Regions from separate parts of the Sus scrofa genome. Here region 1 is linked to region 2. The links are chromatin contacts, called in public HiChIP or PLAC-seq maps. All regions are on one chromosome and are shown on one strand. The core of a region is the stretch at or near the end of the contact, and the rest is flanking DNA. Distances in the headings are between cores, read along the strand shown. Region 1 holds the start of ZSWIM3 (zinc finger SWIM domain-containing protein 3). Region 2 holds the start of PCIF1 (phosphorylated CTD-interacting factor 1).

The links. HiChIP or PLAC-seq counts read pairs in DNA pulled down with a chosen protein or histone mark.
Region 1: a contact with region 2 is called in an H3K27ac HiChIP or PLAC-seq map of alveolar macrophages. The contact joins the promoter of ZSWIM3 here to the promoter of PCIF1 in region 2. A contact is called at or near these places in 2 of 5 promoter capture datasets (fetal liver and liver), 6 of 47 Hi-C or Micro-C datasets (blood, fetal liver, heart right ventricle and 2 more) and 1 of 2 datasets of contacts at active chromatin or transcription factors (alveolar macrophages).

What each region holds. Positions count from the first base shown.
Region 1 is chr17:48,051,943-48,056,125 of Sscrofa11.1, reverse strand. It overlaps ZSWIM3 (zinc finger SWIM domain-containing protein 3), which reads right to left and starts at 1,647. Exons shown (of 2, transcript XM_013985404.2): 1 at 1,260-1,647. The coding sequence starts at 1,414. It overlaps ACOT8 (acyl-coenzyme A thioesterase 8), which reads left to right and starts at 1,791. Exons shown (of 6, transcript XM_001928889.4): 1 at 1,791-2,035; 2 at 3,560-3,696. The coding sequence starts at 1,917.
Region 2 is chr17:48,117,337-48,121,898 of Sscrofa11.1, reverse strand. It overlaps PCIF1 (phosphorylated CTD-interacting factor 1), which reads right to left and starts at 1,636. Exons shown (of 16, transcript XM_021077371.1): 1 at 1,187-1,636.

The DNA.
Region 1 (4,183 bases), core at 398-2,897, 66 kb after region 2:
GGTAACTAACCATTCGACTTCTACACTAGCCCTTTGCATTCATCCACAGCCCAGCAGAAACCATTACTTCCAGTGTGAAGCCGTTTCCCTCTTCCCAGGCACTTGTCACTTCTTCCTCTGCACACTGCTTTTAAAGCGTTTATCACATACTAGTCAGGTTACCCGAATCGCTATGCCATCTCAAGCTCTTTGACAGCAGGTTTCGTTACTGGCTCCTCTACATTGTCTGTACGAGCAGAACCCTGGACCTCAGACTGGGGAAAAAAACACAGCCTGCTCCCTAGATAGGGAACTTTGACCAAATGTCTCAACCCAGAAGTCTCAAACTCAGATATAGTTTGATTCTCAGAGTTGGCCCACATAGGGTGTGTTCAAATTTGAATTTTCAATTTTTAAAAAGTGGACAAACTCACGGAAAGCCTGGATTTCTGACTCCATTTGCCCTAAATCTAGGAACACTGGCTCATTTTCACATGGCAACCATCAGCTGAAGTTGATCAAACAGGGCCTGTGCTCCATTTTGCCCAATTCACACGTCTGTTCTCCCTAGCACAAAGACCTGGTTTTGGTTGTTCTTTCCTCATTGTTTTTCTTATGGTTAAATTAAAAGTTAAACTTTCTTACACTAGGCTGTTTCACCTGAGTCCTGAAGGCAATTGAGTGTTCAACCATTAGCTTAGCCTCCAAGTCTGTTTTCTTATCTGCCAAATAGAAAAATAACCTTTGCCTATAATTTTCAGTACAGCTCTGCAGGGTAACACGGATACCAAACAGAGAATGCTGCTTGGACCATGGGAAAGTGTTTGAAAAACACAATTTTTTAAACCTCAGGAGCTCAAGAACCATTTACAGAATGAATGAATCAATGAATGATGAATGAATGAACAAACAAACGAACCAACAATTGATCAGTATTACTGCTTTGTAAAGAGAAGACTGATGAAGAAAACTCTGGCCACGGCGTTTTTATCCATTTGTGAAAGCCATACTTTGTGTCTGGGATACGGCAGGTGCTTGAAAAATGGGACAAACTGCCGTCACTATGAATTCCAGAAAAGCTGTGCATGAAGGAGTGAGTGAAGGTGAAGTGGGCAAGAGTTACGCCTGTGAAGGTTTAGCACTTTTCACCAGGCACACAGCAGGTGCTCAATGAGTGCCTGTGGAATGCTCAGAGACAGGGGCCCAGCTGCACTCCCTCCTCCAAGCCGCCCTCCAGAGGGCCATCCGGCCTCCTCCCCACCCTCCTGCCCCGCCCTTACAGGATGTCCTCGCGGATGGAGGTGCCATGGTTGAGGTTGTGGAAGCGGACGGAGACGCAGTCCCTGAGAATGAAGGAGCACCTGTTCTCCTTTTTGTAGGCGCTGAAGCACTCCTTGAAGTCCTCGTAGGTCTTGAAGCAGCTGCCTAGCTCCATGGCCGCCCCCTCAGCCCACAACAGGGGCTGGCCCCAAGATCCACACCAGGGGTCAGAGGTCACACTGTGAGGTTTCTACAGACTGGAGTGGGCCCAGGAGGCCTTAAGGGTCGGCCCGGGTCGGGTGGCCTGTTACGGAGCTCAGGAGAAGCCCTCAGCTCGGGAGGACCTAGGTGCACTGGGGGGCGTCTTTGCTACTGACAGAAGGGAAATGACACTCAGCCCTTATTATCCATTCTCGGGGCTCCGCCCCATCACTGACACATCCAATCAGCACCAGCCTCTCAGACTGGCACTCACTTTTTCCAATCGCTAGAGAGTAGATGGGCTGGCTCAACGGAAAACCGACAGGGGCATTGACCAATCATAACCTGCATCCCGCTTTCCCAGGGCCGGCCGGATACTTCCGGTTATTTAGCTTTTTGCCGGAGGCTGCGCATTTTACCTAATCTCCGTGTGAGCAGCTCGGGGCAGAGTCCTTGGCGAGCTGTAACTGAACTACATGTCGTCCACGGAGCCTCCCGAGGACAGACAGAGCGGCGACGATCCACCCGGGGACCTCCGCAGTGTCCTGGTCACCAGCGTGCTCAATCTCGAGCTCTTGGACCAGGACCTCTTCAGGTAGTTGGCCGCATCTGGTACCCCCCGCAACCCGCCCGAGACACAGTGGGACAGGGGCTCCTGATATTGACTGCTGCTACCCCGTCGCCCCTGTCCGTAGCCCCCGGGATGAGAATTGACTCTGCGTAGGATGCCTCTGCGCCGATTGGGAGGGAACTTGTGCCTGACAAAGCTGCCCAGGTTTCCTCCTCTGCACAAGGGGTCAGTGCAGCCTCACGGAGGTCCTCTCAATCTGAACAAAAACAGTGGTGACCCAAGATGTCCTTCTCAGCAGCCTCCCTTGAGGAGTCATATCCCAGGGGGAGCCAGCCCAGAAAGGACAGTGATTTGTCCAAGGACGCAAACTTATCTGCAGCTCCTACGGGGAAATTCACTTATTTGCTCTTCCCTACCCCATCCCCACCACCACTAGGTGGGGTCTAATAGCTATTCATTCTGAGGCCTGAGCCAGTTTCCTTCCTGATGCCACTTTAATTCTTGACTGTAGTGGAGGGTTTAACAGCTTAGGCTTCCAAGGCTCTTCTTGGCTGATTGGAAACTATTTTAGGCATTAACTTAATTTCCCCCATTTTAACAAATTACAAGTAACTCTGGAGAACTGTTTGCTATGCATTATGTGAACATCTTGAGCTGGGATGTGAGAAGTTGGAAACCTAAATTCTTTTTTTTTTTGGTCTTTTTAGGGCCGCACCCGTGGCATATGAAGGTTCCCAGGCTAGGGGTTGAATCGGAGCTGTAGTCACTTGCCTATGCCACAAGGCCAGATTCGAGCCATGTCTGTGATCTACACTACAGCTCATGGCGCCAGATCCTTAACCCGCTGAGTGAGGCCAGGGATCGAACCTGTGTCCTCATGGATGCTAGTCAGATTCCTTTCCGCTGAGCCATGACGGATGCTCCATGGAGACCTAAATTCTTGAGCTGCCACTGGGCACAGGCACAGGACAAGACTTGCCTCTAGGGCCTCAATTTCCACATCTGTACACTGAAGGGGTCAAATTTGAAGTCTGAGGGCCCTTCAATCTCTAAATCAAGTTCTTCGAAGAACTAGGCTATAAAGTTGAGGGGTGTGAGTGGCAGACCTTAATACAGTCCACTCCCAGCTTTGGGGGTTCGTCTTTGTTTACTTAAGGCCTTGAGAGGCTTACCCCTTACGCTGGTATGGGAAGAAGACATGGGGTCAAAAGACCCAGATACTTCTCAGGATGGAAGTGTTTGAGCTGTGTGACCTTGCTCGAGTCAGTTTCTCTCTTATGCTCCCTGTTCTTGTAGTGTAAAATATGGGAATTGCTTCATTAGCCTTAACTGAAGTCCATGGACGTTTTGGGCATCCTAAGGCCTTGAAGTTTTAGGTAGAGAGATGTCAGGATATTTGCCTGGGGAAAGGATCTATGGCTTTTAGCAGATGCTCAAAGGGTCCCAAACCCCAATCAGGTTAAGAGATCTTTCACTAGAGGCTCATCAAAGGTTTTTGGGATTTGGCCTAGCCCCCAAGTCTTTCCTGCTTTTCCCCTCTCCCCACAGAGGAAGGCATTACTGGGTACCCTCAACCCAGCGGCTGTTTGGGGGTCAGATTGTAGGCCAGGCCCTGGTGGCTGCAGCCAAGTCTGTGAGCGAAGATGTTCACGTGCACTCCCTGCACTGCTACTTTGTTCGGACAGGTAAACCACCCCCTCCCTACCCCACCCCAGCTCTGGTGGCCCAAGCAGCCACTTCCCCGCCTTGGGGAGGAAGAGGGAGAGAGGTGGAGGGTGGGGGGAAGGGAGTGGGATGCTCTAGGGAGCCTAGAGAGGAACAAGGCCTGAGGCCAGGAAGAGCCTTAGACCCCATACCTGCTGAGATGCTGTGTACTTGTTTTCTGGCCCATGGTGGCACAAGACTCGGCAGCTTCACTGTTGCCAGGGGGTTTTTTGTTCTTTATTCTTTACACACCTGGGGTCAGCCCTGTGCTGAATTCTTGGAGGATTCTGTAACCTCTGCTGGGCGTTTGGAGGCTGGCAGCTTAACTTGGAGAAGAGAGCACCAGCCTGGGAATCAAAGAGACTTTGGGTCTGGTTTGAGCTTTGCCAGGTGACCTTGAGTGAGATAACTACCTCCCCAATCCCTCCTTCATCCCACCTAAAAAATGGAGGAGGGGCAGACCAAGCA
Region 2 (4,562 bases), core at 387-2,886:
AGTTCACCTTTATTGAAAAAATATTTTCCATAAGAAACACTGTGAGATACTGATGCAGCAGGCAGATGAACTATGCAGAGGCGGCACAAGCTGCATTCCTTAGTGAGGCCAAACTGGGACACTGCAGTGTTCCCAAAGCCAGCTCTGTGCATCAGAACCATCAGGGAACGTGTTAAACAACCTCGGATTCCTGTCCCTCATTCCACATCTTAGGAGTCAGAGATGGGGAGGGGAGATACACAAGAATTTGCATTTTTTAAAATGCGCCACAGGAGTGAGACTGAGAGACCAGATGATTAATTTCTTCACATCATTTTAAGTCTTTGCCAATTTTTTTTAATGACTAAGGAGTTTTTTTTTTTAATTTCCCAGGTGATGTGGATGCAGCAGGTCAGCAGCCAAAGTACCAGTTCTGGGTTTGAACACAACCGGGTTCCAGACCCTTCTGCCATTTTCCAATTTATAAACCAGAATCACTCAACCTCTACAGTCTCTATACGTAGAGCCTAGCATACTGTACACTCTAAGAGATAACGACTATTACTAAAATAACGTCTTTATTAATCCCACGCGTACCGCAATTTGCCGACCAGCTTTAGGATAAACAACTGTATCTGCGCAACCAAAGAACCCACCAGAAAGAAAAGAGCCTGAGTCCAGGATTGGAGAAAGATGAGGCGGGATCATTTCAGTAACGCACCAATCAGAATACTCCAACCCAGTAGGGAGGAGTCAAAGGCCTCGCAAAGTGCGCAGGCGCGGGGGCGCGCGCTGAGGGGAGGCGCGACCCCTAGCGCGCGCACCTTTTCCCTCCCACCCCCCCGGGGGGGCGGGCTCTTTCGGCGCGCGCGCGCCGGCCCATCTCCCGGCTCCGCCCCCCGCCCCGCCGCGCGCTCCCGCCCCCGGGCTGAGGCGACTCAGAGTCGGAGCCCGACACAAAGGCGGTGGCGGCGGCAGCAGCGGAGGGGCCCTAGAGGCTGCTCCGCCCGCGCTCTCCGGACCGAACTCCCTCATCCAGGCCACCGGCCCGACCGCCCACCCTTGGGCCTAAGATGGCGGCGGCGGCAGAGACGGGGCAAGCGGTAGCCAGGAGTGGAAAGCGCCGGCGGGGCCACCGCCGCCTGGCTTCGGACTCCCGGACCCTGGCGCGGCTCGCGACGGGACCATGGCTTCCTGGGGCTCTTACCTGCCCGTAGCGGACTCGAGGGGACGCGGTTACACGTTCTGCTCGACCGCCCGTTTTGCCGCCTCCGCCTCGCCCTCCCCAGCGCCGCTGCCGCCATCTTGTGTCCCGGGCCGGGACTCCGCGCTGCGCATGCGCTGGTACCGCCTCTGAGGGACCTCGCCGCTGCCGCTCCGCCATCTTGAGTGTGGCAGGACCGGCCAGCTCCTTGGACCCTGCTCGCTTTGGGCCCCCCTCCCCTTCCTTCCGTTCTTCCCTGCTGTTTCATGCAGGTCTAGGGTGGAGGAGGGCAGCTTCGCGGGCCCTGAGGCGTGGACTGAGGAAGGAACGCACTCACAAGCACGCTCCTTGCCTCAGTTTCCCCCGCGAGCACACCCACTGGTGCTAGCGGACCTGGGTGGGCGGTGCGCTGGCTGCGTCGGATTGAGTGTGCGCACCAGGGGGCGTGGGGTGGGTTTGGAACCTGCGGGGGGCTCGGCCCAGATACCTCCCTCAGGGCGGAGTCCTGATGACGTAGGCTCTGTACCTATGGAGGAACCTGGGTCCTAGCTCCCGCACGGCTCTGCTGCCTCCGGCCGATCGCTTGCCCTCTCTGGTTCTCGGTTCAGAAAGAATGTTTTCCAACCTTTTCCCATACCCAAGCTGCATGCACATCGAACCTTCTCCCGTAATAAGGCTGCACAAGTTTTAAGAGCCCCTGCGTAGAAGAAATTCAAAACAACCATATGTGGGAGACATGTAACAAAGCTTTTGGTAAAGTTAGGAAATTGTAATAAGCTAAATGCATCAGAGGACTTTCTAACTCTGACATCAGTGGTTGCTAGTTGCAGCACAAAACCTCTCTGAGACCTCAAACCGGCCACAAAAGTTAGCCTAGCAGGAGACTGGCAGTCACTAGGTGCCCCGTGCCCAGCGGCCTGCCGGATTCTTTGGTAAGGTCTGGCAGAGTACTCACTAGCTCCACTCCTGGTCTCCCCAGTAAACTCACCTCCCAGTGAAAGCTTGAGAAGAAGAAAGCCTGAGAGGAAGGAAGACAAGCTTGCCACCTGCTGTTCGCCTTGTGCTTCCCACGTGGAGCCAGAGGCTGCAGTTACCCCAACTGGGCCTCCCCGGGTGTCCCTGATGCCTGGTCCATGCAACTTGGTGGGGTAACGGGAGTGCCAACAAAACCCGTGGCTCAGTGGGTTAAGACCCGGGCTAATATATGCGAGGATGCAGATTCAATCCTTGGCCTTACTCAGTGGGTTAAGAATCCAGTGTTGCTGCAAGCTAAAGAAGGTCGTGGATGGGGCCCATATCTGGTGTTGCTGAGGCTGTAGGGTGGGCTGGTAGCTAGCCCTGATTGGACCCCTAGCCTGGGAACTTGCATATGCCGCAGGTGTGGACAGTAGGGGAAAAAAACAAAACAAAACCGAGGCAGTATTGTGAACAGAACTAGGGTTCCCATCAGTCTAACGGGGATCAAACTCTTGCTCCTCCACCCTAGATGTGTGGCCTTGAAGGAGCTGCTTGACATCTAAGTTTTCATTTCCTCTAACAGACCACAAATCCGCCTACCTCATAAAGGCTTGGTGTGAATTAACTGCCGAGTACTCAGGACTGTATCTGGCACTAATACATGTTAGCTATTATCACCTCATGGGGTTGGGGAAATTGCTCCAAGTAGATCTGAACCTTCTAGAAATAAACCAGCTCCATAAAGGCACGGGATGTGCAGTGATCCTGCCCTCACAGTGAAAACTGTTCACCTGAGAGGCTTGACAGGAAATCAGATCCAGGTCCCCACTTCAGACTGACACTGGGGGACTGCATGCCCTGCTTTGCCCAGGACAGTCTTGATTTATGTCTGTTGTGCTGGCATACATTTTTTCTCCACAGGTGTGGCATAGGGAGGTTCCCAGGCTAGGGGTTGAATTGGAGCTGCAGCTGCTGGCCTACACCACAGTCACAGCAATGCAGGATCCTTAACCCACCGAGTGAAGCCAGTGATTGAACCTGCAACCTCGTGGATACTAGTTGGGTTCATTACCACTGAGCCACAATGGGAACTCCCCGACATAATTATTAATATTGCCTCCTTTCTCAAAAGGGCAGTGGTTTGAACAATAAATTATATGGTCACTCTAGACCTACAGAATGCCCAGTTTTACAGGCTTGCCATCTAGTTCCTTCCATTGGAGTGTAAAGGGTATACAGCAATCGTTACCTATTCTTGGAGTTCCCGTTGTGGCTCAGCGGTAACGAACCCAACGGGTATCCATGAGGACACGGGTTTGATCCCTGGCCTCATTCAGTGGGTTAAGGATCTGGCATTGCCATGAGCTGTGGTATAGTTTGCAGAGGCGGCTTGATCTGGTGTTGCTGTGGATGTGGTGTATCCTGGCAGCTGTAGCTCGGATTCGACCCTAGCCTGAGAACCTCCATATGCCATGGGTATGGCCCTAAAAGACAAAAAAAATCTTTACCTATTTTTGCTATTTTTGAATGTATTTTCTCATTCCTAGTTTAGGTTCTCTGAATTGATTCTCAAAGCCATAAACATCCCCAGTGCATATCCAGCTTTACCATGTGTAAAGTATAAGACCCCTGAGAGTAGAAATGTTTATATCAAATCTACCCATGAGGAAACTGAAGCTGGGAGAGGGGGCGGGGCGAAGTAATTGCACAGGTTCACAGCCAGGAAGTAAGGGAACTGGGTTTGGGTTTTTGTTTTTGTTTTTTTTTCATCTTTCTAAGGCCACACCTGTAGCATATGGAGGTTCCCAGACTAGGGGTTCAATCAGGAGCTGTAGCTGCCAGCCTACACCACAGCCACAGCAACTTGGGATCCAAGCTGTGTCTGTGACCTACACGACAGCTCACAGCATCATTGGACCCTTAGCCCACTGATCGAGGCCAGGGATCGGACCTGCGCCCTCATGAATACTAGTCAGATTCATTTCCCCTGAGCCACAACGGAAACGCCTGAGAACTGGGATTTTGAGCCCAGAGTTCTTGACACCAAAACCCAAGACTGGTTCCTAAAACCGCATTGCTTCACTGTCTTGTGGAGAAGGGAATCTGGACCCAGGGCAAGTGACGTGTCTGTGCAAATAACATCCTGGATGTTTCCATGTCAATATTGGCACGTTTCTCTACCTTAGAAGGTAAAACACTGCTCTTCATCTGCCTCCCCAGACTTGTTCCTCCCCATGTAGTCCTCATCCCTTCTCTCCATCCTCATTTCCACGACCTAGAACCAGCCCCATTATTTTTTAAACCTTTTATTTTTTAGTTTTTTTTTTTTTTTTTTTGGTCTTTTTAGGGCCACACCAGCATATGGAGGTTCCCAGGCTAGAGGTCTAATCAGAGCTGTAGCTGCCGGGCTGCACCACGGTCA